4 separate regions of the Sus scrofa genome follow, and regions 2, 3 and 4 are each linked to region 1. The links are chromatin contacts, called in public targeted proximity ligation maps. All regions are on one chromosome and are shown on one strand. The core of a region is the stretch at or near the end of the contact, and the rest is flanking DNA. Distances in the headings are between cores, read along the strand shown.

What was found.
Region 2: a targeted proximity ligation map of alveolar macrophages shows a contact between it and region 1. A contact is called at or near these places in 1 of 5 promoter capture datasets (liver), 11 of 47 Hi-C or Micro-C datasets (alveolar macrophages, blood, embryonic fibroblasts and 7 more) and 2 of 2 datasets of targeted methods (alveolar macrophages and skeletal muscle).
Region 3: a contact with region 1 is called in a targeted proximity ligation map of alveolar macrophages. A contact is called at or near these places in 31 of 47 Hi-C or Micro-C datasets (adipose tissue, alveolar macrophages, blood and 15 more) and 2 of 2 datasets of targeted methods (alveolar macrophages and skeletal muscle).
Region 4: a targeted proximity ligation map of alveolar macrophages shows a contact between it and region 1. A contact is called at or near these places in 11 of 47 Hi-C or Micro-C datasets (blood, embryonic fibroblasts, epiblast stem cells and 5 more) and 1 of 2 datasets of targeted methods (alveolar macrophages).

Annotation. Positions count from the first base shown.
Region 1 is chr5:5,967,601-5,974,471 of Sscrofa11.1, reverse strand. PACSIN2 (protein kinase C and casein kinase substrate in neurons protein 2) reads right to left here. Exons shown (of 11, transcript XM_021091423.1): 6 at 5,933-6,088; 7 at 1,864-2,039. Among named protein-coding and RNA genes, the nearest start is that of ARFGAP3, 23 kb to the left of the region's middle.
Region 2 is chr5:5,791,199-5,798,069 of Sscrofa11.1, reverse strand. TTLL1 (probable tubulin polyglutamylase TTLL1) reads right to left here and starts at 4,310. Exons shown (of 13, transcript XM_003481524.3): 1 at 4,149-4,310; 2 at 203-234.
Region 3 is chr5:5,825,654-5,832,524 of Sscrofa11.1, reverse strand. It overlaps TTLL1 (probable tubulin polyglutamylase TTLL1), which reads right to left. Exons shown (of 13, transcript XM_003481524.3): 13 at 4,903-5,181. The coding sequence ends at 5,052. Among named protein-coding and RNA genes, the nearest start is that of PACSIN2, 24 kb to the left of the region's middle.
Region 4 is chr5:6,108,736-6,115,606 of Sscrofa11.1, reverse strand. No RefSeq gene overlaps it. Among named protein-coding and RNA genes, the nearest start is that of A4GALT, 28 kb to the right of the region's middle.

The sequences.
Region 1 (6,871 bases), core at 2,867-5,366:
GCCACCAACCTGCATGGTCCCTTTCAATCAGGTCCAGGACTGAGTGTCAGGAAAGCTCCCCTCATCCCTTCAAAGAATCTGGCAGGTTTACACTCAGGTGCGAAGACGGTAAAGGAAGCTTGGTCAGTGCTGGCTGGCTGCAGACCCCACCGGCCACCAGGGGGCGCTCCTGTCCAGCTGCCAGCGCAGCCGCCTTCCTGGGAAGCCCACCAGGTCAGGCAGGTGTATATACCACGGGGACCTGGGGTTTTCACTACTAGTTTGTGTGTCTGACAAGGCATTTACCCTCTCGGGCCTTGATGTCCTCCTCTGTCAAGGGGGCATAACGCCACCTGTTCTGGGTTGAACTGTGTTCTCCAAAGTGATCTGCTGAAGCCCTAGCCCCCGGGACCTCAGAATGTGACCTTATTTGGAAATAGGGTCTTTTTTTTTTTTTTTTTGTCTTTTTGCCTTTTCTAGGGCCACTCCAACAGCATATGGAGGTTCCCAGGCTAGGGGTCTAATTGGAGCTGTAGCCGCCAGCCTACACCAGAGCCACAGCAACGCAGGATCCGAGCCGCATCTGCAACCTACACTACAGCTCACGGCAATGCTGGATCCTTAACCCACTGAGCAAGGCCAGGGATCGAACCTGCAACCTCATGGTTCCTAGTCCAGTTAACCACTGCGCCACGACAGGAACTCCTGGAAATAGGGTCTTTACAGAGGTCGTCTATAAATCAAAGACTATCTTTTTATAAAAAGGGGGGAAACGTGGGCACAGAGACAGAGGAAAGACCATCACAGGACTGGCGTGATGCGTCTACAGGTCAAGGCTGAGGAGACTGACACCAAGCAAAGGCTCCTCCCCTAGAGCAGAGCCCTCAGAGGAGCGAGGCCCAACTCCTGGGTTTCAGAATCGCAAGAGTTGTTTTAGGCTGCCTGGGTATGGGTGTTTTGTTTCGGCGGCCCGAGGGTCCATCGACTCCACAGGGCAGCGTGGGAAACTAAGCGAGGCCAGGTCCGTCCACCAAGGACAGGCACACGCATGACAGGAGAGACGCTGCACACAAGAGACCTGGCAGCCCCGCCCCCGCCAGCAGTGCAGGCCCGGGCCAGGGACTTACCTGGGCCTGGCCTCAGGTGCCTGCCAGTGAGAGGGGGTTATGCTGCCTGCTTTACACATACTCAGCAAGATTATTAATTGGTAACAGTGTAGCTATATAGTAATTGTCACTTTTGATTTTTTTTTTTAATACTAGAAAGAGACAAACGGCACGTAATTTCCTATGAATGACAAGCTTGGACTTGTGAGTCATTTCTAAGTGGCTCTGGCCATAGGAATGACAGGAGTCCAGGTCCAGGGTCAGCCTGGACCTCTGCCCTGACGAAGGTGTCATGAGGCCAAAGGCGAGGAAGTGTGGACGAAGTACCCCCCACAGCCTCCGAGTCTCCAGTTAGGACTGAATTTCCCTGGGTCTGCGCTGCCCCAGACCCAGACCGACCGGGAAGTCAGGGAACAAGCTGGCAGCCAGCGGCTCTGGACGGAAAGGACCGCCTAAACTTCCTCAAGGTCAGGGCAGTGCCCGGGACCATGGGACCTGCTCTTGGGTTGAGTTCGCACATGCGGCCGTGGCAGCCCCCTCTTCCTGCCCGGACACAGAGAACCGCGCCCGGAGCTGGCAGCGCGTGGCAGGAGGCCCCCAACTTGGGCCGGCAAGCAGCTACTCTAGGCAGCAGGACACCGCACGGCCTCAGACAGGTGCGCCGAAGGCCCCTCCCTGGACAGGAGAACTCCACAGCTTCTGAAAGCCCTGCCATCCCAAGTCTAGCAACTGCCCACTGACTTCACCGTGATGTACCTGTCCCCTAAAGGACACTTACGCGGCCACATTTGACAGGTCTAGGTGCTTCTGAACCTCCAGCAGGACTTCCCGGAAGAAGTGCAGGCGCTTCTCCTCGAACTGCTGGCACTGCTCAAACACCTGCTCCATGCTCTCCATGTACTGCGGTGTGCCCTGGCTCAGCTCCTTCAGAGACTTCTCGTACTTCTCTTTGGTCTACGAGGAAGCCCAGGGACAGGACATGAAGGCGGATTCCCACGCGGCCCGGTCCCCCTGACTGAGCGAGCACGCCTGGCTCTGCACCGCCGTGCCCCTCACTCAGCCTTGGCTCTCTCCACCACTTGTGAATCCATCAGCATCCAGACTGCTTCTCAGGTGACAATACGAAGAAGCCTGCCACTTTGGGTGACCCCATATCCAAGAAACACCCCACCTATTTCCTTTGTACCCCTAAGTTCCTGCCCAGAGGCCCACCTCACACCCCACCTGTGCTCCTGAAGGGCCTGTGGAAATCCTTGGGAAACAGACCCCCCACCCCCGCCCCCAGGCCTGCCAGGCTCATCCTGGATGCCCTCTGCACCACCGACAGCATCCCTGGGCCAAGCTTCTCAGCATGCCCTCCAGACTCCAAAACCCCAAAAGCACAAGCTCCGGAGTCCAACAGCATTCAGGTTCAAGTCCCAGCCCCTCCACTCCTGAAATGCAAATCTCACTCCTGGCACCTGTCAGGCCTCTCAGCTGGAGTAAGATGCAAACAGGTAGCCTCTGGGGCAGGGGTGGTCACTTGGAGCCCAATGTGTGTGGCCTCAAGCAGCACTGCCACACTGTCCCCTGTCTGTGTTACACATCGGTGTCCTTTCTCCCATGGGCAATGGCTGTGCTGGGTCACCCCTGGACCTCAGATCTCGCCTGTAGCAGCAGTGGCTCAAAAGTTACCTTAGATGCAAGATCACAGGGCTCTGGGCGCCAGACAGACCTGCACCAAGCCTGTGCCTCCCATTCTTGCGTAGCCTCACTTTCCTTCTCAGAAAACGGAGTGCTCTACTGCACAGCCCTCGACCGCAGGCTGCACCAAGGCCCTGCAAAAGTCCTGGCCCCTTCCCTCCAGCCCACCACACCCCCGACAGAGCTGCTCTTCCCCAGATGGCCTCGGAAAGAAAACATTCAAATAGGTGTGGCCTATTTTCGAGGCTGCCAAGGGACAATGTGACAAGACTGTAGCCTAAGAGTCATGGCTGAAGTTGGCACATTGACGTCACAAGGACGTGCCTGGGGTCAGTAACCCCACACAGCCTTCCCTGCCCCCTCCCCTGGCAGTGCTGGGCCAACTGGTGGCCACGTGGGTTCAACAGTTGATGGGACCATCAGAGTGACAGTAGTCTCTTTGGGTAAAGTGAGGGCTGGGGCGGCCCATTTATCACAAGCCCTTCCCTCTAGCAAGACCCTGAAAAGGGAAGTGACTGTGGGCGGGTGGGCTGGCCACCGAGGATGGGGGTTCTTCTGAGGAAGGAAGCGCCTTCCCTGAGCTGCTGCAGGACCCCCTGCCTTCAAGACCACGCCCAGGCCTCGGGCCCAGCCCTGCCCCATTAGAGCAGCTTCTCTGCCCCACTCGGGATTCCAGGTCTACTCGGCACTTCCCTGCTCCCATGGCCCTTCTCTCCCTCATGCTCCGGAAGACTCCCCTTTATGCTCTGAAGAGACCCTCTTCTTGAAGCCTTCCCCAAGCCGCCACTGCTGCCCTCACCCTCTCCTAGTACAAGTGCTTCCTTGTTCTGCTTGTAAGCCTCCTGCTTCGCCTGGGCTTGGGTCCTGTGTGAGCCCAGAAAAAGGCCAGCCCTGACAGAGCCTGGGCCTCCCCAGCAGGGACAGAGCTCCACTGCCGCTCCGGTTGCTCATCACCACCAAGTGCCAGCCTACACGCTCCAGGCCTGGGCAGGAGCATGGCTCAGAGGCCCCCGAGACGCGCCACCATGGGTCTGAACACCAGTGGTTCCATCAGAGAGACACCGAGCAACCACTTCTTGGGACCCCTTCACACACAGTGGCCGCCCCGGAGCCCTCGTGGGAGGCGGCAGGCTGCTCCACCCGCCCTGCGCCCACGAGCAGCCCTGCCCCGCGCAGGCCGCTAGAGAGCGAGGTCACTGTCCTTGGGGAATTGCAAGCACCAAGCACATATAAAGTTCCCAACAAAGATTCACAGGGCGAAGTGAATCACCCTCACATGGACCCTGATATTTAGCAATGGACGTGAGAGGTTCCTTTCCGAAGGACACCGCAAGACGGGGGCACCGCCTGGCCAGGGGCAGACAGAAGGATGTGTGCAGCCAGGGAGCGCTGGTTTAAGGAACTGCTTCAAGAAGGGGGGTGGGAGGAACTGCCCTCTTCTCCAGGCCAGCTCGCGGCCTACAAGGACCACTGTTCCCCAAGGTCACTGAGGCAGGGAGGGAGCCAGGACAGAGCCCTTGACCAAGTGCCGAGGTCATCCTGACAGGTGCCTTAGTCTGACCTCAGTTCCTGGGTTTGTTCTGCCAACGCATCAATTTGGTGGGGGTCTGTGCTGGGTGATTGCAAAACAGGAAAGGCATGCACCTCTCTCTCTCCCTCTCTCCCCCTCCCTCCCTCCCTCCCTCCCTCTCCCTCCCTCTCTCTCTCCCTCTCCCCCCCCCCCCCCCACACACACACACAGAGGCACCTTCCTGGGCACCCAGGTCCCTGGGTACATGTCAAAGGCAGCCCCTAGAGTCCCCGCAGGCCTGTGTTCCTTGAGCACAGGGGCCCTCCCTATTCAGCAGGTAGCCCCAGGTTCCTCACCTGGTCCCACGGTGGGGGAGGCACCTGGGCTGCCTGTGGGGGCTGCTCCCGTGGGGGCTGCTCCTGAGGGAGCCTGACGTGGCTCTGAGCCATGAGGCGCCCTCCTCCACCCTCTCTTATTACGTGAAGACGCAGCCGTGAGGAGCAGCCGAGAGGGCACGGGCCTTCCCACCCGCACATCATTAGGTGGCTTGGATTGAAACTCTTGGACAGTCACTTTCTCAGCCACAGAAGGGAGGTGCCAGGTGCCAGCATCTAATTCCCTGGGGCTCAGAAATGCTCATCTGAGGCCTGAAAGGGTGGGCAGGTAGTAACACATCAACCGGGGCTCCCACGCCCCGCTTCTGGCATCACGACCTACTCCTGCAGCATGTCTCCTTTCTAATTTCATCTCCTCTCCAAACCCAGGCTGGGACTCTCCTCTGCGAAGCCTGTAGCAGGGCAGGTCCTTGACTGGGGCAGCCTCCAGCCACCCAGCCCTTAGAACAGAGCAAAGGAGTGGGTGGGGCGGGGGGTCAAGCCGGGAGCTGAGCACACAGGCCAGACCCTTGCCCATGTCGGCCCTCACTTCCTGGGGACATTCAAATTACAAGATGCTGTCTGTGTTTCAATCCTGGGACTCAGCCTTGCAGGCAGAATCCCTACCCTGCACCTGTGGAGCCCCGACAGTTCTTCTCACTGATCCAGAGAAGAAACAGCAGGGCTCCAGGACGCTGTGCTGGCTCTTCGTGGCCGAAGGCCCTGCCCCCACTGCCCGAGCTCCCACAGCCTCTGCCCACGCCTCTCTGGGGCCTTCAGTGCTCCGCTGCCCTCGAGCTCCCTGCAGTCACAGGGCACAGCTGCTCAGCGCACTCTCCCAGCCTCCACCCCTCCATGGAGGCTCCCTTCTAGACCATCTGGTCCTCCACGCCCCTGCCCTCCGATCCCGGGCTCTTGAACCTTCTTCCAGTGGCTCCCTGGCAGCAGTGGCCCACGCTCCTTACTCTGCCTGCTTTCAAGGCCATTGGCAAAGTGGTGCTCACAACCCTCTGGACCAGCGCACACCTCAGCTCCCCACTGTTGACAGTCACAGCTCCGTGTCCTGTGCTGGCTCTCCCTGCCTGCCCCTGCCTGCCCAGCACCCTGAGGCAGGCACAAACAGCTGTGTAGGGTGAGCCGTGACCCGGAGGCCAGGAAGGTGTTTTGTTGGTGCCGCCATCCATCCCCCATCCGACCAAGCGGCGACAAAGGCTGGCCGTGTGCCAGGCAGGCGAACGGTGAGGGGTGGGCTCTCAACGAGTAACAAGTGCACGATTCACCTTAAGGACGTCTTGCTTGCATTTTTCTACTTTGTCTTGCAATTTCTTCAGCTGTTCGGGGTTGAGGGATGGATCCGCTTTGCTATTGGTTTCTCGAGATATTGCCAGCTTCTCCTCTTTGCACGCTGCGTGGTAGGCTTTCTTGGCTGCTTCTACCTACGGGGAGAATGAGTTCCTGCACGTCACGCTTCAAGTTCAAAATCTTCGCTAGAGGTTGCACAGGCTGGGAAGTGCTTGTGCCATCAAGAGGAGAGGGAAGAGCAGGTACAAAGCGGTGTGTGTAGTACAATTACAACCAGTTAAAACAGAGAAGTTCATTTGGCAAGTGTTGACAGAGTGCCCGCTTCGCTGTCAGGCTCTGTCTGGGCACCAGGGATACGGCGCCAGACAAAGAACCTGGCTCTCGCAGAGCTTACGGTCTAGCACTACAAGACTAGTTAGTACAGAGCAAACGAGAAGGTGCTAAGTGCCCAGGAGGAGGCTGCAGCAGGGAGAGAGGGAGGTGCCCTGGGGAGGGTGGGGGCTGGGGGAGTCTTATGAAGAATGACTGGACATGGAGCAAGACTGGGATAGAAAGAGCCTGCTGCACAGCTGGAAACCTAACACGAGGGGAGGGGAACGCTGGGAGGCAGGGTTACAGGCCACGTTCCATGTGTCTGCTTTGTTTTTGTTTTTGTTTTTGTGTTCTTGGCCACAACCCAGCATATGGAAGTTCCCAGGCCAGCGAGTGAATTGGAGTCACAGCTGTGACCTGAGCCACTGGAGTCAGAGTCTTAACCTCCTGTGACACAGCAAGAATGCTTCCATGTTTTTTAATGACTAGTTAACACACACACACACATATACATGTACACACATGTATACATAGATGCAGATATACACACATATATGTAATTTAATAGACGCTTCTTACTTGAGCCAAAGTCACAGATTTCATTC
Region 2 (6,871 bases), core at 3,061-5,560, 180 kb after region 1:
CCCCTTGTCAGACTCCATCGACAGCCCACAGGGCAAGGGGTGGGTCCCCAGGGCCAGGCCCAGTGAAGGGGCTCAGAGACCACCTATAAACAGACAGAGACACCAGCTGGCCAATCCCCACAGTACAGAAGCCAGGGCTGCCTCCTTCCCAACCCTGGGAAACACTAAGCCTTTCTCCTTGGAAAAGAAAATAGATAAATACCTGATGGCAGATTGTCTTCCTGCGACGTCCTTCTAAAATACGGGAAAAAAAAAAAAAAAAAAGCAGAGTTAATTGTACTGTGTAATGAACTTGACACGTTACCTCTGTGCTGGTTCACATGAACTGATGCCCCAGATTTTAAGCCACTTGGTCAACTACTTTTTTTTTCAGGGCTGCACCCGCGGCACATAGAAGTTCCCAGGCCAGGGGTCGAGTTGAAGCTGCAGCTGCCAGCGCACACCACAGCCACTGCAACGCCGGATCCAACATCTACAACCTATGCCACAGCTTGTGGCAACACCTGATCCTTAACCCATCAAGTGAGGCCAGGGTTGAACCCACATTCTCACAGACTCTATGTCGGGTTCTTAACCCACTGAGCCACAATGGGAACTCCTCGGTCAACTGCTTTTAAAACTGAGCATCAGAATTCCCTGGTGGCTCAGCAGGTAAAGCATCTGGTGTTGTCACCGCTATGGCCCAGGTGTGATCCTGGCCTTGCTCAGTGGGTTAAGGGTCTGGTGTTGCTGGGGCAGTGGTGTACACCGGACCTGCAGCTCCAATTCGACCCCCAGCCTGGAAACTTCCATATGCCACAGATGCAGCCCTAAAAAGCAAAAAGAAAAGAGAAAGAACATAATGTGGTTCCCAGGCCTGGGGCAAGTAGGCAGGACCTTGACAAGCTTGAGGAGAGGCTTCTGCAGGGACATCCCTGGGCATCTGGACCAACAATAGTCTAGTTTCTTACCCACCCACACAGTGCTGACAGCCACTCTGTGCCAGGCGGGCAACAGGAGACATGATGCTCCCTGGGACCGGGTGCCCCTGGACAGTCCTGATCAACCAGTGGCAGCCTGGCCGGCAAAGCGATTTAACAGCCCAAGGTCTAAGGAAGAGGTGACTACTATCCAGTCCAGCAGCAAATGAGGCAAGCTCTGCCCCCAGAAGATTCCGGATCCATCTGTCTCTCTTCCAGTGTCCCCGAAATCCTGGACAACCACAGCTGGCCCCAGCTGGCTTCCATGGTCCCAAGCTCACCCCACTGCGACCTATCCCCCACCCAGCAGCAGACCAATTTTTTTTTTTTCCCTAGCCAAGCCCGATGCACATGGGGGCACAGGCCAGGGACAGAACCCATGCTACAGCAGCAACCCGAGCCTCTGCAGGGACAATGCTGGATTCCCTGCACCACAAGGGAACTCCCAGACCAATCTGCGAATCATAACACTGCTCATAAGTCTGCAGCAGCTTTCCGCCGCACTGAGAATAAAGCTAGCAGTCCACTCATGACCGGCAAGGCTGGCGCAGCAAGATCTGCCCTCGCGCCTCTCAGGTCTGGTCTCTCAGCATCCTTCCCACTGGTCATCCCTCTCCAGCTCCTCACACCCGCCCAGTGGCATCTGGCCTTAAGGCTCTGCTCTGCCCCCACGTCTAGCCCTTTCTCAAAGGTCAGCTCCTCAGACTGGCCTTCCCAGTCTCAATCTCAATCCTCTTCGTTTACCCAGTTGTCACCACTTCTCCGTGGCGCACGAGTTACACACGGCGACTCAAAGCGTGGTCCGTGAACCTGCAGCATCAGCATCACGACCTGGGGCTTGCTGGAAATACAGATTCTCTGGGAGTTCGCGTTGTGGCTCAGTGGTCACGAACCCGACTAGTACCCATGAGGAGGGAGGTTCAATCCCTGGCCTTGCTCAGTGGGTTAAGGATCCAGCATTGCTGTGAGCTGTGGTGTTGGTCACAGACACGGCTTGGATCCTGCCTTGCTGTGGCTGTGGTGTAGGCCAGCAGCTGGAGCTCTGATTCAATTCCTAGCCTAAGAACCTCCATATGTCACACATGTGGCCCTAAAAAGCAAAAAAAAAGAAAAAAAAAAAAAAGAGAGAGAGAGAGAGAGAAAGAAATACAAATTCTCCAGCTCCCCCGCCATGCATTCACAATAATGTACACACTCAGACTCTTGGGGACAGGGGCCCAGGGGCCTGTATCTCAACAAGCTCTCGGGTGATTCTTACCCACACTCAGATTTGAAAAGGACTGGTCTAGTTCCTGTATGTGGTTCCTCGTGACAATCTGTCTTGACACATATATGTCACAACATGAGAGCAGGAATGCGGTTCGGCCTTATCTCCTGCTGAAAGGCCAGCACCCAGAACAGTGTCTAGTAATAGCAGGCACTCAATCAACATTTGATGGATTAACAAAAATCAAGGCGTGAAGGATCTAGCCTTGTCACTGCTGTGGCTCTGGTCACTGCTGTGGCATGGGTTTGATCCCTGGCCCGGAAACTTCCACATGTCGCGGGTGGACAAAAATAAATAAATAAAGACATGAATTGCCTCTGCGCACCATCACGAAGTGCTGTTCCTTAGTGCCAAGCAGTAAAGTAGGCACAGCCCAGCCCAACTGGGCAGAGACACGGGGAGTAACTGCCATAAACACTTCCACAGCTTTGCTCAGGCAAGAAGCAGGAGACCAGGAGTTGAGCTGGTTTCCGCTGAGAGAGGGAACATCTCGGGAATCCCTGGGCCTCCGACCCTGGGAGGACAGTACTTTGCCAGGAGGCTTTTCACCTCCTAGAGTTCCGACTATTCCCACAAAAAAGCCCCCACAACCTCTCAGGGCAGCGAGCAGGCGGAAGAACATACACTCATGCAGTCGCTTCACTCTTCTGGGTCCAGTCATCGAAAACAGCAACCTCTCTGCCCCATCTCTACTACCCCAAATATTGATCACAATCAGTTTCAACAAAATCTATTTTAAAAAAAGATCCTACGGAGTTCCCGTCGTGGCTCAGTGGTTAACGAATCCGACTAGGAACCATGAGGTTGTGGGTTCGATCCCTGGTCTTGCTCAGTGGGTTAAGGATCCGGCGTTACCGTGAGCTGTGGTGTAGGCTGCAGACGCGGCTCGGATCCTGCGTTGCTCTGGCTCTGGTGTAAGCTGGTGGCTACAGCTCCGATTTGACCCCTAGCCTGGGAACCTCCATATGCCGCAGGAGCGGCCCAAGAAATCATAAAAAGACAAAAATAAAAATTTAAAAAAAAAATTAAAATTAGGAAAGATCCTAGGACATCTGCCTTCTTTTCCAGCTAGTCTTTTTTGAAAGGGAAAAGGAGCCATCTTTAAATAACAGTATAAACGACGACTTTACATCACCCAGAGCATTTGGTCACAACTGTACTGCTTCTGCCCATCTCCTCACCCCCTCAGGGTGACAGTGCCATGCTCCACCTTAACTAATAACCAGTGCCTGTAATTCCCTGAGCACAGGACAGGGCCAATCTTTTTGTACTGCCACAACCCAGCACCCAAACATGCTCATTAAATGTTTCCTGAACAAAGGACCGCTTTGCAAACCACAAAGGGTTTACAACAACAAGATACTTTTATTTCAAGAATGAATTCCTGCCAAAAAAAAAAAAAAAAAAAAAAAAAAAAAAAAAAAAAAAAAGAATGAATTCCTTGTACTGCCCCAATCACTCTAGGGTGACTACCGCGACCGTCACCCCCCGCTAATGATGGGGAAACAGGGAGGAGAAATGCCTAGGTCCAGTTCTCCAGAGAGAGATAAGCAGGGCAGAGAACACTTGTCGCCTGTCTCCTGCCCAGAACTCAACCCACAGGTACACCGCGCTCTGCAAGATGCCAACAGAAACAATACAGATTGCAAATGAATGAAAAAAACCAGCAACGATTAAATTCTGAGATAACGAATAAGAAGAAGAATGCAATTACAAGGATCAGGAGGAACAAGTCACAGGAACTCGGAGGAGGAAGAGAGGCACAGTAGTCAGCGCAGGCTGCTGGAGGGACGCGGGTCCAGCATCCAAACCCAACCGCAGCGGCCCCGTAGACCAGCGGCCACAATCGCTCGCGCATGCGCACTCGCCCCCCGCCACACCCTGGGTCCCGGGAGCCGATGGCCTCGGCGGCTGTGTCTTACCTGTGGGCGTCCAGCCCGGAGGGGCGCCCAGGAGCGCGGAGCACGGCGGCCCCGCGCCGCACCCCGGCCCCGCCTCCAGCTCCACTCCGGCTCCTGCGGGAGGACTCGGCCCGCTATCAAGCGAACCCACCCTCCGCGCTCTACTTCCGGGGCGGCGCCCCGGCAACCAAAGACGCGGCCTTACCGGCGCCAAGACTGCTTCCGGGGTCAGATTTTCCCCACTCGTTTCTAAGCCCCTGGCCTGGCGTCCCGCTAGGCGCCGGGGGCTGGGATCGTGCGAGGAGTCTGCGGTCCACCCCGGCGTCTCCACAAACGTCAGAGCCCAGAAATGAAGTCGAGAGGGGTCGGGGCGCAGTCTCGACCCTGATAGTGCAAGGTAGAGGGGTGTGATGGCTGGGCCCTGGGTCCAGTCCGCTCATCTCTTCTGCTCAGCTTCAACATCTGTTAAACTGGGATGGTTGGCAGCACCTGCCTCGAAGGAATTTTTGTAAGGATAACCTAACAGGTTGCGCTCAGCAAGTAGTAATCAATAAATGGCCTACTCAAAGGTCACCTCATTTGTGAAGTGTGAGTGCGGGACAGGTGCAGTTCCTCAAAGTAGGATTTTTTAACTCTTTCTGTTAGGAAGAGGCAGCCTGGCCCATGAGAATTTTAAAACTGAAGCCAGACCTGGTTTGAATCCTCACCCCAAAATCCACTAGCTGGTCATGTCATTCTCTGAGCCTCAGTTTCTTGTCTATAAATGGAGATAACAGCACCTATGCTGAAGGGTTGTTGGGAAGATTATGAAAGTATTTTTTGAAAGGCACTTTGGTAGAGGATATATTAGTTGCTAAATTCCTGTTGAATTAATACACAACAGAAGGGCATGTACCCCAGACATCTGTCAGTCATGAAGGTGCACTGGGAGGCAGTGTGAAAGGAGAGAAACAGAATTTACCTCCCTGCTCAGTTACAGTCTAGCTGTTGAGCATAGGAAAATCGCAGCCTCTTGTTTTAAAATTTTTATTTATTTTTTTATTTTGGCTGCAGCACGCAGCAACTTCATGTGGGATTTCAGTCCCCACACCAGAGATTGAACCCAGGCCACAGCAGTGTAAGTGCCAACCAACTCCTAACCACTAGACCACCAGGGAACTCCTCCAGCCTTTTTTTTTTTTTTTGTCTTTTTAGGGCCACACCCTGCAGCATATGGACCTTCCCAGGCTAGGGGGTTAAATCAGAGCTGCAGCTGCTGGCCTACGTGACAGCCACAGCAGTGCCAAATCCAAGCCACATCTGTGACTACACCACAGTTCACAGCAACGCCGGATCCTTAACCCACTGATTGAGGCCAGGGATAAACCTGCATCCTCATGGATACTAGACCAATTAGTTTCTGCTGAGTCACACGGGAACTCCCTGTCAGGGTTGTTTTGGGGTTTTTTCCCAGCCTCTCAATGACAGTTTCTTCATGGATAAACAGGAATAATTAGGAGTTCCCATCATGGCTCATTGGTTAACGAATCCGACTAAGAACCATAAGTTGCAGATTCGATCCCTGGCCTTGCTCAGTGGGTTAAGGATCCGCGTTGCTGTGAGTTGTGGTGTAGGTCGCAGATGCAGCTCGGATCCCGCGTTGCTGTGGCTCTGGCATAAGCCGACAGCTACAGCTCCGATTGGACCCCTAGCCGGGGAACCTCCATATGCTGTGGAAGCGCCCCAAAAAAATGGCAAAAAGACAAAAAAAAAAAAAAAAAAAAAAAGGGAATAATTATCTCCATCTCTCAAGATGGAAAAGAGTTTAAATTCCTAGGTGAATAGCGCCCAGGAAGGTGTTTAATATGTTTTACCATGTCCTTCTGCCCTGTGCAGAGTATATGCCATTCCAAAGAGCATCACCAGCAGCCAAAACACTGGAAGGCTTGGGTACAGACAGTGGGAGGAGACCAACATCACGAGAGCAGATAGTAGGAAGAGTTCTGGCCAATGCGAAGAATTAACTGGGAGCTAGGTAGCCCCAGGAGAACGGCAGGAAACTAAGAATCTCCATGCTGATCTAATCATGTAAATCTAGTTATAAAGTCTTCAAGGCTTTCCATTGCCAGCAAGATAACATCCAGGAGTTCCCCATCATGACTCAGCATTAAGGAGCCTGACTAGTATCCATGAGGATGCAGGTTCGATCCCCGGCCTCGCTCAATGGATTAAGGATCCCACGTTGCCATGAGCTGGAGTGTAGGTCAAAGACATTGCTCAGATCCTGTTTTGCTATGGCTGTGGTGTAGGCTGGCAGCTGTAGCTCCGATTCGATCCCTAGCCTGGGAACTTCCACATGCTGGAGGCATGGCCAAAATAATAATAATAGTAGGAAAAAAAAAAAAAAAAAAACAGCACCTGGAGTTTCCCATTGTAGCTTAGCATGTTAAGAACCCGACTGGTATCTATGAGGATTCAGGTTTGATCCCTGGCCTTGTTCAGCAGGTTAAGGATCTGGCATTGCCACAAGCTGTGGTGTAGGTCACAGATGCGGCTCAGATCCAGTGTTGCTGTGGCTGTGGTGCAGGCCGGCAGCTGAAGCTCCAATTCAATGCCCACGTGGGAAATTCCGTAAGTCTCAGATGCAGCCCTAAAAAGAAAAGAAAACAAACAACAAAAAAACTCCCCCCCCCAAAAAAAATGGAGTTCCCACTGTGACCCACTGTGTTAATCACCCTGCTTATCTCTGTGGAGGCAAGGGTTTG
Region 3 (6,871 bases), core at 1,600-4,099, 140 kb after region 1:
AGGACGTGGAGGCCTGGGACCTGGGGAGAGACAAAGCACACGGTGTGACACTTCTCCAAGAACGCAAGTGGCCACTGCTGCCCCCAGGGACTCCGTCAGGAGGAAGCAGGGCCAAGGCCTGGGGGCCGTGGAGGCGGTCACGGTCACAGGGGCCACCTGGTCAAGGGCCGACTCCTCGGCGCCCCCTCTGCTCCTCAGCCACCGTGTTAGGGTCCTAGGGCTGCTGTAACAAATGACCACACACTTGCTGGCTGGAAACAGCAGAAACCTATTCTCCGCCAGTTCTGGAGGCAGGTGTCTAACACCAAGGGGTCAGGGGTGGTGCCTTCCAAGGGGGCCTCTGTCTCCACAAGGCCTGTGTGTCTCTGTTCTCTGCTCTTCTGATGGGGACACCTGTCGTGAGGTTTTGGGCCCACCCCAAATCCAAGGTGATTTCATTTGTGGGATCCTTAACTAATCACGTCTGCAAAGTCCTGTTTCCAAAACGGCTCACATTCTGAGATTCTGGATGGACACGAGTTTTAGAGGACACCATTCAACCCAGGATGCCCACCAAGAAGTCCAGGATCACGCGTGTCCCTCGAGGTTGATGTTCTGAAGGGGGCGCTGCTGCAGCAGTGACACGGTTCCAGGTTCAAAGCCACGGCTGGCACTGGAGGTGACTCAGTGGCCATCGAATGCTCCCAGGCAGGTGCTGCTGGCCAAGCTTCCACGCCTCAATGTCCCAACATCCAACCTGGCCAAGCTTCCAACATCCCGGTGTGGCAAGCCCCTGGGAACAAGGTCAGCAGGGCCCCCCTGGCCCCTGCCACCACGGCTCTGCAGGCCTGCCTGGTCCCCCTTCCCAAGCTGCCACCAGTGGCGGGCAGTGAGGCTACACCTCGGTCAGGGGCTGCACGGCCATCCCCTTCTGTGCCCTGCTCAAGCTGCAGTGTCCTCACCACCAACCCTTGGAAGACTGCTCAGAAGTTTGCTGTCATCTGGGGACCCCGGGGAGAGAAACCAGACTTGGGGTGGGGGGGGTACCACGCAGCATCACTGTTATATAAGAAAAATCAAGGGAATTAAATTTGAAAAAGAAGGAAAAAAAAAGGCAAGCGGCAGAGGAGCAGGAAAGCCTGTGCCAGGCGCCAAGCCCAGAGGCCAGCAGGCCAAGGTCCCTGCAGCAGAGGCTCACCCCCTCCTGGACCACAGGAGGCTGGTGGCCTGATGCTGCGGAGACCAGGGCGCACCTCCCTGGGCTGGCTGGAGAGGCAGCAGAGCTGGAGAAGGGGTCTTGCAGGAGTGTGGAACCTGCTGGTCTGCTGGGGGAGGATGACTCAGGCAGAGGAAAGTCAGATGAATTTGGGGCTGGGGGACACCGTGTAGAGGGGGGCTCCAGATCCTCCCAAGCACAGGAGGCTCCGTGGGGGTGCACTGAAGAACCACTGTGTGCTGGGGGAAATGGCCGCACGGCAGAAACATCCTCCTTTGGGGGAGTTTCCACAATGATGCAATAGGATCAGCAGTGTCTCTGCAGCGCCAGGGTGCAGGCTCCATCCCTGGTCTGGCATAGTCGGTTAAGGATCCGGTGTGGCTGCAGCTGTGGCTTAGGTTGCAACTCCAGCAGGATCTGATCCCTGGCCTGGGAACTCCGTATGCCTCAGGTGGCCAAAAAAGAAAAATCCTTGGAGTTCCCGTCGTGGTGCAGTGGTTAACGAATCCGACTAGGAACCATGAGGTTGCAGGTTCGATCCCTGCCCTTGCTCAGTGGGTTAACGATCCGGCGTTGCCGTGAGCTGTGTAGTAGGCCGCAGACACGGCTCGGATTCTGCATTGCTGTGGCTCTGGCGTAGGCCAGCGGCTACAGCTCCGATTCAACCCCTAGCCTGGGAACCTCCATATGCTGCGGGAGCAGTCCAAGAAATGGCAAAAAGACCAAAAAAAAAAAAAAAAAAAAACCACACACACACAAAAAGAAAAATCCTTTGGGTCAGAGGGTAGAGCCTGATTTCAGGGGATGGGGTTGGGGGCCAAGGGGTTCAAGCTGTGGTCCAGGTAGGCGCCCCTTGAGGAGCCTGGCACCAGGCTTGGGGACTGATGGGCTGGGAGGAGGGGGCCATGTAGGGAGACCCCTTCATTCTGGGCTTGAGCACCTGCCAAAGAATCCTGAGGAAGCAGCCCATTCAGGAAGCAGGCAAATTACTTCACTTCGAAAAATCAAACAAATCAAACAAAAAGAATCATTGCGAGGGAGTCCCCGTTGTGGCTCAGCAGGTTACAAGCCCGACCAGTATCCACCAGAACTCAGGTTCGATCCCTGGCCTTGCTCAGTGGGTAAAGGATTCCGCTTGGGCTGTGGTGTAGGTCGGTGGCTACAGCTCTGATTTGCCCCAGGCCCAGGGAACGTCCATATGTTGCGGGTGTGGCCCTAAAAAGACCAAAAAATAAAAATAAAAAAATAAATTGTGAAATGACCAGATGCTGAAAACTTTCAGACTTCAGAAATAACCCCCTTCCTCCAAAATCAAATGGAAAAAATTAACGGGAGCGGATAAGAAAATGGAAATTGCCATCCTGGATGATTCCAAATGGGACATCAGGGCTGGGGGCCTGGGCCGAGGGATGGACGGTCTGTTTCCAGCCTGGGAGTTTCCCGTCGCCTGCTTCGGACACCGCATACTTCCCACCCGTGTGTGTTCTGGAACCAGTGGGAGGAAACATCTGCCCAGAACAGGACATCGCTAATGTAACCGTCAATATTTGACATAAATCTCTTTAGCAGACTTTTGCTCTCACCTAGCAACCTGGCCAACGGCAAGCTAACGTCTCCCCTCCGGCCTGATTCAACTGCCCCGGGGCTCAGCCTGAGGTCACTTCCCAGCCAGGGACTCCACCCTTTCCCAGACACATCCGAGACGCAACAATAAAGCAACAGAACAGAGAGCCTGGGTTGTAAGCAGTGGTGGGTGGGACAGCCATGTGTGGAGGCCACCGGGGCTGCGTGGATTCTGCCACCTGCCTGGGGAGGAAGACGCAGTGGGGCTGGAGCAAAGCGAGGCAGGGTGGGCAGTGGCACTTGTGACTTCCGAGGCAAAGAGAATTAATCCTCTTTTTAAATACCAGGAAGCAAAGGTCCAAAGAGCCACCATCAGCCTTGGGACCAACCAAGAAACGGCAGAGCCAGGCCTTAAGCCCAGGTCTGACTCCCAGGCTGGCGGTCAACACCTGCCATCAGCACCCGGCCTCAATATCAAGGTCGCATTACCCAGGGCCTTGGATGGCCACCCCACATTGCTCTGTAAGTCACGGGCACCCTGTAAACACACCCCATCCAGAGCTCGTCCTGCTGGTGGCTGCCAACAGCGCTTACCTCTGCGTCTGCGGTAAACCCAGAGGCTGATGTCACTGAGGCCATGTGGCGGGAATGGTCTGGGCTCGCCCGACGGCAGACTCACCTACAAAACCCACCCTTCTCTGAGCACCGACACAAAGGCCCTTGGACCGATAAACACCGAGGATTATTTCTAGTTGCCTGTTTTCCTCCCAATCACAGTCAAGCAAGAAGGAATGAAACCAGAGTAGCTGTCCGATTAAATATTTTGCTTCTCGCAGCCGCGTGATTCTGTAAGATCGTCAGGTTTTGGTTTTCAGTTGATACAAAGTTTTAAAAACATGACTACACAACATGCCGAAGCTGTTATTTTCTGTCAAAAGAGCTCATTTTATACATCTGCGATTCAGTTCTTTCGGCTCTATGAAATAGATTGTGATACTATTTATAATGATTTATAATCAGAAAATTATATGTGATTTATAATCAGAAGTATAGATTTGGTCTCTGTCCCCTTCCCTGGCACACAACTCCTACAACCTTTGTGATTTCCTCGTTTTTTTTTTTTGCTTTTCAGGGCCGCATCCAAAGCACATGGAAGTTCCCAGGCTAGGGGTCGATTCAGAGCTACAGCTGCCTACACCACAGCCACAGCCACACCTGATCCGAGCCTTGTCTTCGACCTACACCACAGCTCACGACAACACTGGGCGAGGCCAGGGATCAAACCTGCAACCTCATGGCTCCTAGCCAGATTCATTTCCGCTGAGCCATGAGGGGAACTCCGTGATTTCCTTTCTAAGAGCTACGCGACATCTGTCTGTTTAGTTTTGCTCCCAGTTCCTCAGTGAAATGGGTGCCTTCTATTTTTCCTAACGAGCCCCTCTCAAGCCTGTCAGAGTCTGCGCTACTGACGGGTGGCTGGGGCTCCTCCGTAGATAACCTTGCTTGGGAGCTGGCTGCCATGGCAACCAACCACGTGCTCAGAGGGTTGGAACTGTCCCCAGGAAGGAAGGGGGGCTGGAGGTTGAGCCGATCCAAATGCCCGAGCATTAGTCCATCACGTCTATTCATAAATACCCATGGGCTATGGAGTGCAAAGAGCTTCCAGGCTGCTGAAGGCCTGGAAGGGCTGGGAGGGTGGTGCCCCCAAAGCTCACCTCACCCTGAGCACCTCTTCCATCTGGCTCTTCCTGAGTCGCGTTTGTTAGCCCACCGGTAATCTAGCAAGTACACTGTTTTCCTGATTCCGTGAGCCACGCTAGCCAATTAATTGAACCCCAGGATGGGGTCGTGGGAACCCCTGATTTATAGCCAGTTGGTTGGAAGCCCAGTTAACAGCCTGGACCTGTGACTGGCACCCGACGTGATGAGAGCGGGAGGCAGTCCTGCGGGGCTGAGCCCTCCCCTGTGGCATCTGACACCATCTCCAGGCAGACAGTGTCCGAGTTGAGTTAAACTGTGGGACACCCAGAGCCAGCGGAAGAACCGCAGAATTGCCTGGTGTGGCAAAAATCCCGACACGTCTGGTGTCGGAAGTACCGTGTGTGTGAGAGAAAAGGAGAAACGGCGTTTTCCCATCAGACTCCTTGACCTTCCAAAGAAGTGCCTTTATTTATTTACAGGGTTTAGGAAAGGAAAAAAGCTCTAGAAAAAGGGAATTCCAAAATAGGTCTTGGACGGGGGGGTGCAGTGACAAGTTCTGCCCGGGTGGGTCCAGGCTGGGGTCTCGCTGCGGTCACTTCCAGGTTGTGAGGGTGGCTCTCCCCGAGTCTCTCGATCGGCCCCCTCTGGGCCCCAGGGACGGGCCCGGCCGACTTCTCAGCTCCCGGTCAGCCCCGTCCCCTTGTGCCAGCTCCTCGTCGTACCTGGAAGCAGTTCCGGGATTCAGCAGCGGCGGCGGGGCTGAGGCTGCGGTGTGGCAAAGCCCACCTCACCCAGAAAGCAGCCTGGCCCGGTGCCCCACACCTCCAGCCCGCCTGCTCACCAGGTGGCCCTGGCGGCCCCCCAGCCACCACCCCAGGCCACGGAGCAGCTGAGAGCCACCTTGTTAAGCCGCTGTTGTGGACGGTCCCGCCCCTGCAGCTGACATTTGAGACAGGCCACCAGACTGAATCCAGCAATGACCGCCAAGGAAAAGAAGAGGACACCAGCGCAGTGAGGGGAAGTGCTGTCTGGAAACACATTCCCCGCAGCAGCTCACGCGGCATCTGCGGGCAGGGATGACGAACGCCATTCCAGACCGGGGATGGGTGTGAGTGACCCGCCCGCCCAGGCAGGGAGGCCAGGACCCAGAGGCTCAGGAGCTCACTCCTGGGACAGGCCAGCACCGCCACCACCAGCTGTGACCTGCCCTGCCCACTGCTGCCCCCCACGAACGTCCCTGCATCAGAAAGAACTGGTCTAGAACCTCAGCGCCCCTGACCACTAGGGCACCTGGGTGATTCCTGGCCTTTCTGGCTGGGGTGGGGCCCCGCTCTCAGGAGCCGCGTGCGAGTGGTGAAATCCACAGCCCCTCGCACCTCGCAGGCTCCAGCGGAGGGGTCTCCTACGGCCCGTGGCTTCCTATGACCCTCTGAACAGACCGGCAGGCATTAGGATGAGGGGCTCAGAGAGGTTTACCCAGTGTGTTAAGGTCACACAGCTGGTACATGGCAGAGGTAGAATTAAATAAAACCCAGGACTCCGGATTCCAATCCCTGAACTTTCTACCCTGCAGCCCAGAGCGTGAAGCTTCTGTCCCCTGGGAAAGTGCATGCTGGGGGTCACTGCTGACCACGCCTGACCGAGGCCCCTCTGACATTCACCTCAAACGCAAAAAGCACAAAGACACTCGGTTACGCTGCACTAGCTCCCTTCTGCAGACTTCTGGAAAAGGGTGTGTTTCCATCACAAGCTTATTCCAGAATCACAATCTGTGGTTGAGCGTGCTGTGGGGCAGAGGCTTCTGAGGTTAAAGGGCGAGTCTTCTGCGCATTTGTGCTTCTGGCAGCAAATGGGGCTGAGAGGGATGGGTAGGGAGGGGGAAGGCCAGTGGGCTGAGTGTCATCCACGCGGCAGACGAGACAGGGTTTCCTCTGCTGGAGGGGACATCAGGTCCCAGCATGTCAGCCCAAGGAGAGAGGATGCTGGCCAGAGGGCCCTCCAGGGACAGTGGCAGTTCTGCCCGTGGAGGGGAGACCCCTCTGCTGCACTCCGGGGACTCCTCGTTCTTTTTAGGGCCGCACCCATGGCATGTGGAAGTTCCCAGGCTGGGGGTTGAATCAGAGCTACAGGTGCTGGCCTACACCACAGCCACACCAATGCCAGATCCGAGCTGCGTCTGTGACCTACACCACAGCTCATGGCAACGCCGACTCCTTAACCTACTGAGTGAGGCCAAGGACTGAACCCACGTCCTCATGGATGCTAGTCAGATTCATTTCCACTGAGCCACAATGGGAATTCCATGGGTCTGCATTCCTGACCAAAGGGCTGGAGTGACCCCCCCCCATCTGGTTCGTGGTCAATCCCAGCGCCTCACTCATGGGCTGGGTGAGCAAGAAGAATCTGCTGAAT
Region 4 (6,871 bases), core at 2,402-4,901, 140 kb before region 1:
ACGGCAACGCCCGATCTTAACCCACTGAGCAAGGGCAGGGACCGAACCCGCAACCTCATGGTTCCTAGTCGGATTCGTTAACCACTGCGCTATGACCGGAACTCCCCCCAAGATTTTTTTTTTAATGTTCATCCTGAGATTCATTTATTATAAAAGAAATGAACATCATTCTTCAGTTTTTAGGTCTGAAATCAGCAAGCCCTGGCTCTTTTGTATTTCCTCTTAATTCTACTTAAAACCTGTGCAGTTCCTTTTGGCCCCTCAGTCCTCTTGTATGTCATCACGGGCGGCTAACAGAGGACACACGGCATTTTTGACAGTCTGCCTGAAAGTCACTTTAACCAGACTTCACGGTCCCTGGAGACCTTTTGTATCTTCCACGTCCTCACAGGCACAATTTTGCTAAGTACTGGGGTGAAAGACTAAAATTTAGGCCCAAAAGTGTGAAAACAAAACAAAACCAAAAAACTCGAGGAAAAACAATTGAGGCCGTGTTATGTACTCCCTTGACCCCCAGTGAAACAGGGAGGGCCTCACACAAGTCCCACTCATACCTGTGAAGCGGGGTTCAGTCCCCCCGGTGGCCCATGGAATTACACAGATAAACCCATCACTGTGCTCATGGGAACCAGAAGAAAAAAGCCCCCCAATTATGTAACCCAAGTTGGAAAAAAGCAGACACTTTTTTTTTTTTTGTCTTTTTTAGGGCCACACCCGTGGCATATGGAAGTTCTCAGGCTAGGGGTTGCATAGGAGCTTCAGCTGCCGGCCTACACCGCAGCCACAGCAACCCCAGATCGAGCCATGTCTGCAGCCTACACCGCAGCTTCTGGCAACGCTGGATCCTTAACCTCCTGAGCGGGGCCAGGGATCGAACGTGCATCCTCATGGCTACTAGTTGGGTTAGTTACTGATGAGCCACACTGGGAACTCCCCAAAGCAGACACTTATTTTAGTCTCCTCTGATTCAATTCTCAGAGAGAAAGGGGGACCTTTCTCTCCCCCATATTCATCAGCATCCAGTAGCCATCGGCTCACTGTTCTTTTCTTTTTTCTTTTTCTTTTTTTTTCTCTTTTGGCCGCCCTGAAGCATGTGGAGTTCCCAGGGCAGATCCAAGCTTCGGTTGCAACCCTCTGTCGCAGTTACGGCAACAACAGGTCCAGCTGGGGATTGAACCTGTGTCCTGGTGCTGCAGAGATGCTGATGATCCCGTTGTGCCACAGTGGGAACTCCCTCTTCACTGTTGTGTAAGCTTTCACTCATCATTTCCTTGAGGCCCTTCCTACCATCTGGTTCCCAAACCAGTGCCACATGAGTAAAGTTTTTATTTTCACAGCATCCTACTTCTATCCATCGAATGCCTTCTGGTCATTTATTGCTGCCTAACAAACCACCCCCAAATGCAGTTGTTTCTTTGCTCACAATTTGCAGTTTTGGAGTTCCCGTCGTGGCTCAGTGGTTAACAAATCCAACTAGGAACCACGAGGTTGCGGGTTCCATCCCTGGCCTCACTCAGTGGGTTAAGGATCTGGTGTTGCCATGAGCTGTGGTGTAGGTCACAGGTGCGGCTCAGATCCCATTTTGCTGTGGCTCTGTTGTAGGCCAGTGGCTACAGCTCCAATCAGACCCCTAGCCTGGGAACCTCCATATGCCGTGGGTGCAGCCCTAGAAAAGACAAAAAGACAAAATAAATAAATAAAATAAAACAATTTGCAATTTCATAGGCCTGTGGGTTCATCTCTCAGCTCCACGTGGCATCAGCTGGGATAGTGGACTGCCTGGATGATCCACTCCCCGGAGAACTCACTCACAAGGCTGGGAGCTCGGTGGAGACTGTGGGTGAGCTGGGAGCCTCTTTTATCCTCCAAGTGGGCCTGTCCCTCGGCTGCTCGGGCTTCCTCACAGCATGGCCTTTGGATTCCAAGAGGAAGGAAGCGGAAGCAGCCTGTTTTCTCCAAGGTCAGGGCCAGAGTGGCGCACCGCTATTTCTGCTGGCTCCCGGTCCCAGTCCAGACTCAAGGGGTTAGATGTAAGTGCCACGTCTTGATAGGAGGGGCATGTGCATAAAAGAGGGGAGGGATGGCTTGGAACCATCTTTGGAGATCAGCTACCACACCTCTGATTTTACATATGAGGAAACAGACTTAGACATGGGACTGGAGGCTCAGGAGCTGGAATGATAATAGAAATAGGATTTATCAAGCTTTTCCTAATGTGCCCAGTACAGTACTGGCCGCTCCCACAAGCGGTCCCACTCCAAACAAATAAGGCAAGAACAATTATTCTGCCCATTTTACAGATGAGGAAACTGAGTCACAAGCAGGTAGGTAACCCGCCACAAGCCATGCAGGAAGAGGGCCCAGAATCAAACCCGAGCCGTCTGGGTCCAGAGCCCACCGTCTGAACCAGCAGCAAAATCCAAAAGCCATTACGTTTTTTCTTGAGATGTCATTTTGGCATTAACAACACAGTGGAACTGTGCCCAAAACACTGGCAAGTTCCAAATAAAACAAAATGCGACATTCTTCATACTTCAGTACAAGGCATTCTGGAAGTGTGTGCCATAGAATGACTTGCATTTTCCCACAAGAGCCCGAGGGGTCAGACATGGCAGTTCCTCCCCATTACCCATCTCTCTGTCTTATGTAGCAATAGATGTTTTAGCTGGGCACCTGTCTTCCCACCTACCTGTGCTTCGTCCCTAGTTCCCCTTGCAATTAAGGGGAGTAAGGTCTAGTCAGTGGGTTAAGAGCAGAAGCGATGGGAGTGATCTCTGGGTTGGGTCTGCTGGCTGACTAGGGGTGCAATGGCAGGAGCTGGAGCAACCGCTTTGGACCATGAGACAGAAGTTGAGTGTGGAGGGACCAATAGGGTAGCAGAAGCCTGGGGTGTTTGAATGATGTGGGGAAGTAGCCAAATCCTTAAGCCCTGACTGTCCACCTCTGGCCTCTTACCTAAGAGAGAAATAAAATTCTACCTTCTTTAAGCCTTTGTTAATTTCAGTGTTTGTTTCTTCATCTCAAATTGTATGGTAATTTACAGAGGATCCAACAGGAAGGGAAAGGACTTGTCCAGAGATGTAATAGCTGGGCCAGCAGGTCTGTGGTTCTTCCCTGTCCTGAAATTCTGTGGTTTTGTGATAGGAGAGGGTTGGGCGGAGCTGAGGGCTTCCAGCTGTTTCGAGGCTCGAGACTGGAGGCTGCTCTCTTCCTTTTCTTTGCGTGAACTATTTTCCCTTAACCTCAGTTCTGACCTTCTGTAATGGAACTGGGGGTTGGACTGCATTTAAAACCCAGATGGAAAGTAAGAAGCTGTTTGCAGCTGAATTTTCCTTTTAGTCTCTCTGGGAAGTTGGGACAGTTTATGAATATTTTGCAACGGCCAGAAATCCATTTTGTGAAATGCTGCTTTTGTGTTTTGTTTTGGTTTGGTTTTTTTCTCTCTGCCAAAACATCACAAAGTCATCAGGGGTTTTATAAACTCTGATTAAAAAAAAAAAAAAACCTAACACTTGATTTCCCAGCATGGCTAGGATATGGCATTTCCTGGTGAAGAAATATTCCATTTATTTAGCTTCTCTGAGGTTGTCGAGCATGTAGGGACTTTCCTGGGACAGGGGACAGAGTGAAAAGGCCATGACTAGGGGTGACAAAAGCAGAAGCGAGAGGGGATGTGGGGTGGCCCGGGGTTGGGGCTGGGAGCCCCAGCCACCGCAAAGCTCGAGCAGAGGCGGAAATGGAGGAGAGGGTGATGGAGCAGCATTGGCGGGGCTCAGAGTTCTGAAGGCAAGGAAGTCAGGTGGCTGGTTTCAGGGGCACAGTCCCCACGCTGGCCTCTCTGTGATAGGCTGCTTCTGTCCAGGGGGACTCGTTTGGCATGGCTGGTCAGACTGGCGAAATATGGGAGAAGCAGAAGTTGATTAAAGACCAGTGTCAAAATGACATTGATGCAACAGAACAAAGGGTGGGGGAAAAATGTAATTGTAACATATACATGTAAGGATAACTTGATCCCCTTGCTGTACAGTGGGGAAAAAAAAAAAAATGACATTGACCACAAATGTTCTGTCCTGACCTAGCCATCTTGCAAAATGGGTCACATACACCCTTCCTCAAAGGGTGAGTGTGAAGCTTAAATGCGTTAAGCGTGTATAAAGCGCTTATGAGCCTGCTTGGCTGAGAGTAACGGCTGGAAAGGGTTCCTTGTCCCTGCCGCTGCCTCGTCATCATCATCATCATTTTCTCCCCCTCCCCCACTCAGGTGAACAGTTATTTTTTTATTTTTTAAATTTTTTTATCTTTTTTGCTATTTCTTTGGGCCGCTCCCGCGGCATATGGAGGTTCCCAGGCTAGGGGTCCAATCGGAGCTGTAGCCGCCGGCCTACACCAGAGCCACAGCAACGCAGGATCCGAGCCACGTCTGCGACCTATACCACAGCTCACGGCAACGCCGGATCGTTAACCCACTGAGCAAGGGCAGGGACTGAACCCGCAACCTCATGGTTCCTAGTCGGATTCGTTAACCACTGCGCCATGACAGGAACTCCATGGTGGACAGTTATTGACTGGAGTCACTTGTGGGCTTTCATGACCAAGAAAGTTTTTGTCATAAGAAAGTTCCACGTTGCAATTAAAACAGTGGGTTGCTAAAGGCAAATGAGGAGGTGATTCCGTTTCCCTGAGATTTGAGGAACTTCGTGTTTGGGATTTTTGTCTTTGTTATTTTTTTATTTTTTTTGTCTTTTTGCTATTTCTTTGGGCCGCTTCCGCGGCATGTGAAGGTTCCCAGGCTAGGGGTCTAATCGGAACTGTAGCCACCGGCCTACGCCAGAGCCACAGCAACGCAGAATCCAAGCCGCGTCTGCAACCTACACCACAGCTCACAGCAACGCCGGATCGTTAACCCACTGAGCAAGGGCAGGGACCGAACCCTCAACCTCATGGTTCCTAGTCGGATTCGTTAACCACTGCGCCACGGCGGGAACTCCCGGATTTTTGTCTTTGAAGCGCAGTCGATACTGACACGTATCCCCTTGGACGGCTTTGAAGTTCCACCACCGCCTTTGCCATGGTGCTTCCCGCCCTGGCCCCACCCTTCCCAGCTCCTCTTTATGATGATTGAAAACAAAATTAATTGCGGTAAAATACACATAACATAAAGTGTAGCCTCTTGGAGTTCCCACTGTGGCACAATGGGATGGGCAGCGTCTTGGGAGCTCTGGGACGCAGGTTCGATCCCTGGCCTAGCGCAGTGGGTGAAGGATCTCACGTCGCTGCAGCTGTGGCTTGGATCTGATCCCCGGCCTGGGGATCTCCCTGGCTTATCTTCATTTTTACTTAGAATATCATCTTGGGTGTAACATGATTTCTCTCTCAACCTTCGCTGTCATCAATCCTTGTTTTCTTCCAAACTCCAGCAGAACGAACTCTCTACCTGAATATTTCAACTGCAGGGAGGCAGTGTCACATCTCGTGACTTTAGGCCAGGCTGCGGTCACCCCTGCACGCCCCCTGCTCTGCCCCCACCGCGGGCCCCGTGCACACAGCAGATCCGACCACAGGGCAGTGCACACTTCATCCTCACCCTATAGGGGGGTCCTCTGGGGCAGAGGGGGGCACCTTGTCAAGCTATTCCCTCGAAGATGCTAGGCCCTCCAGAAAGAGCTGGTCCAAGAGAATGGGGCCAGACTTACTGAAGACTCATGGTAAATATGTAGTAGGAGAGGCAGCTCAAAAGACGGGTCCTGACTTAGAGGGTACAGCGCATGTGCTCAATCAGAGACCAATGGATCCCCAAACAGAACCGAGTCAGGAATCAGGACCACACTCAGTAATCACTCACAGCACTTTGTCTCCTGTCCCTGAACTTGCAGGGAGAAGTGTTTCCAGCAGAGGACAGGACGGTGGTTCCACTGTGTTGGAAGCCGGGACCGCCACGGGCCATGTTAGTCTCCTGATCTGCGGGGCCCACAAACATACATAAAAGAAATCTATGGGGTTCCCATCATGGCGCAGAGGAAACGAATCCCACTAGGAACCATGAGGTTTCAGGTTTGATCCCTGGCCTTGCTCAGGGGTAAGGGATCTGGTGTTGCCGTGAGCCATGGTGTAGGTTGCAGACGCGGCTCGGATCCTGCGTTGCTGTGGCTGTGGTGTAGGCCAGGAGCTACAGCTCCAATTTGACCCCTAGCCTGGGAACCTCCATGTGCTTCGGTTTTTTTGGTCTAAAAAGACAAAAAACAAAAACAAATAAAAATTTGGGAAAATAGGCATTCCCATCGTGGCGCAGAGGTTAACGAATCCAAGTAGGAACCATGAGGTTGCGGGTTCGATCCCTGCCCTTGCTCAGTGGGTTAAGGATCTGGCGTTGCCGTGAGCTGTGGTGTAGGTTGCAGACTCGGCTCAGATCTTGAGCTGCTGTGGTTGTGGTGTAGGCTGGCAGCAATAGCTCTGATTCAACCCCTAGTCTGGGAACCTCCATATGCCAAGGGAGCGGCCCAAGAAATGGCAAAAAAGACAAAAAAACAAAAAAATGGGGGGAAAATAAATGCCCTTCTGGTTTCAGCCACCTGAGTTGTTTCTAGTAGCCAGGGCCTCCTCTCCGATCCTTCTCCCCTTGGGAAGTCAATGAGGACTAGGTTCTGATCTTTTGGGGGCTATGAGGAACATCTTCCTTTTTGGGGAGTGCTCTCCCGTCCCCCCCACCACCCAGGGAAGGAGCAGCCCTCCCCACCCCACAGTGCGTAGCTCAGATCACGCGGAGTCCACAGTCAGTGGTCAGTTTCCGAAGCCACGTCCAATCCTGACCCCCGACCTCACCGCAGGCTTCCCAGCATGCCTGGCACTGGCGGGTCCACTTTAGGACAAACAG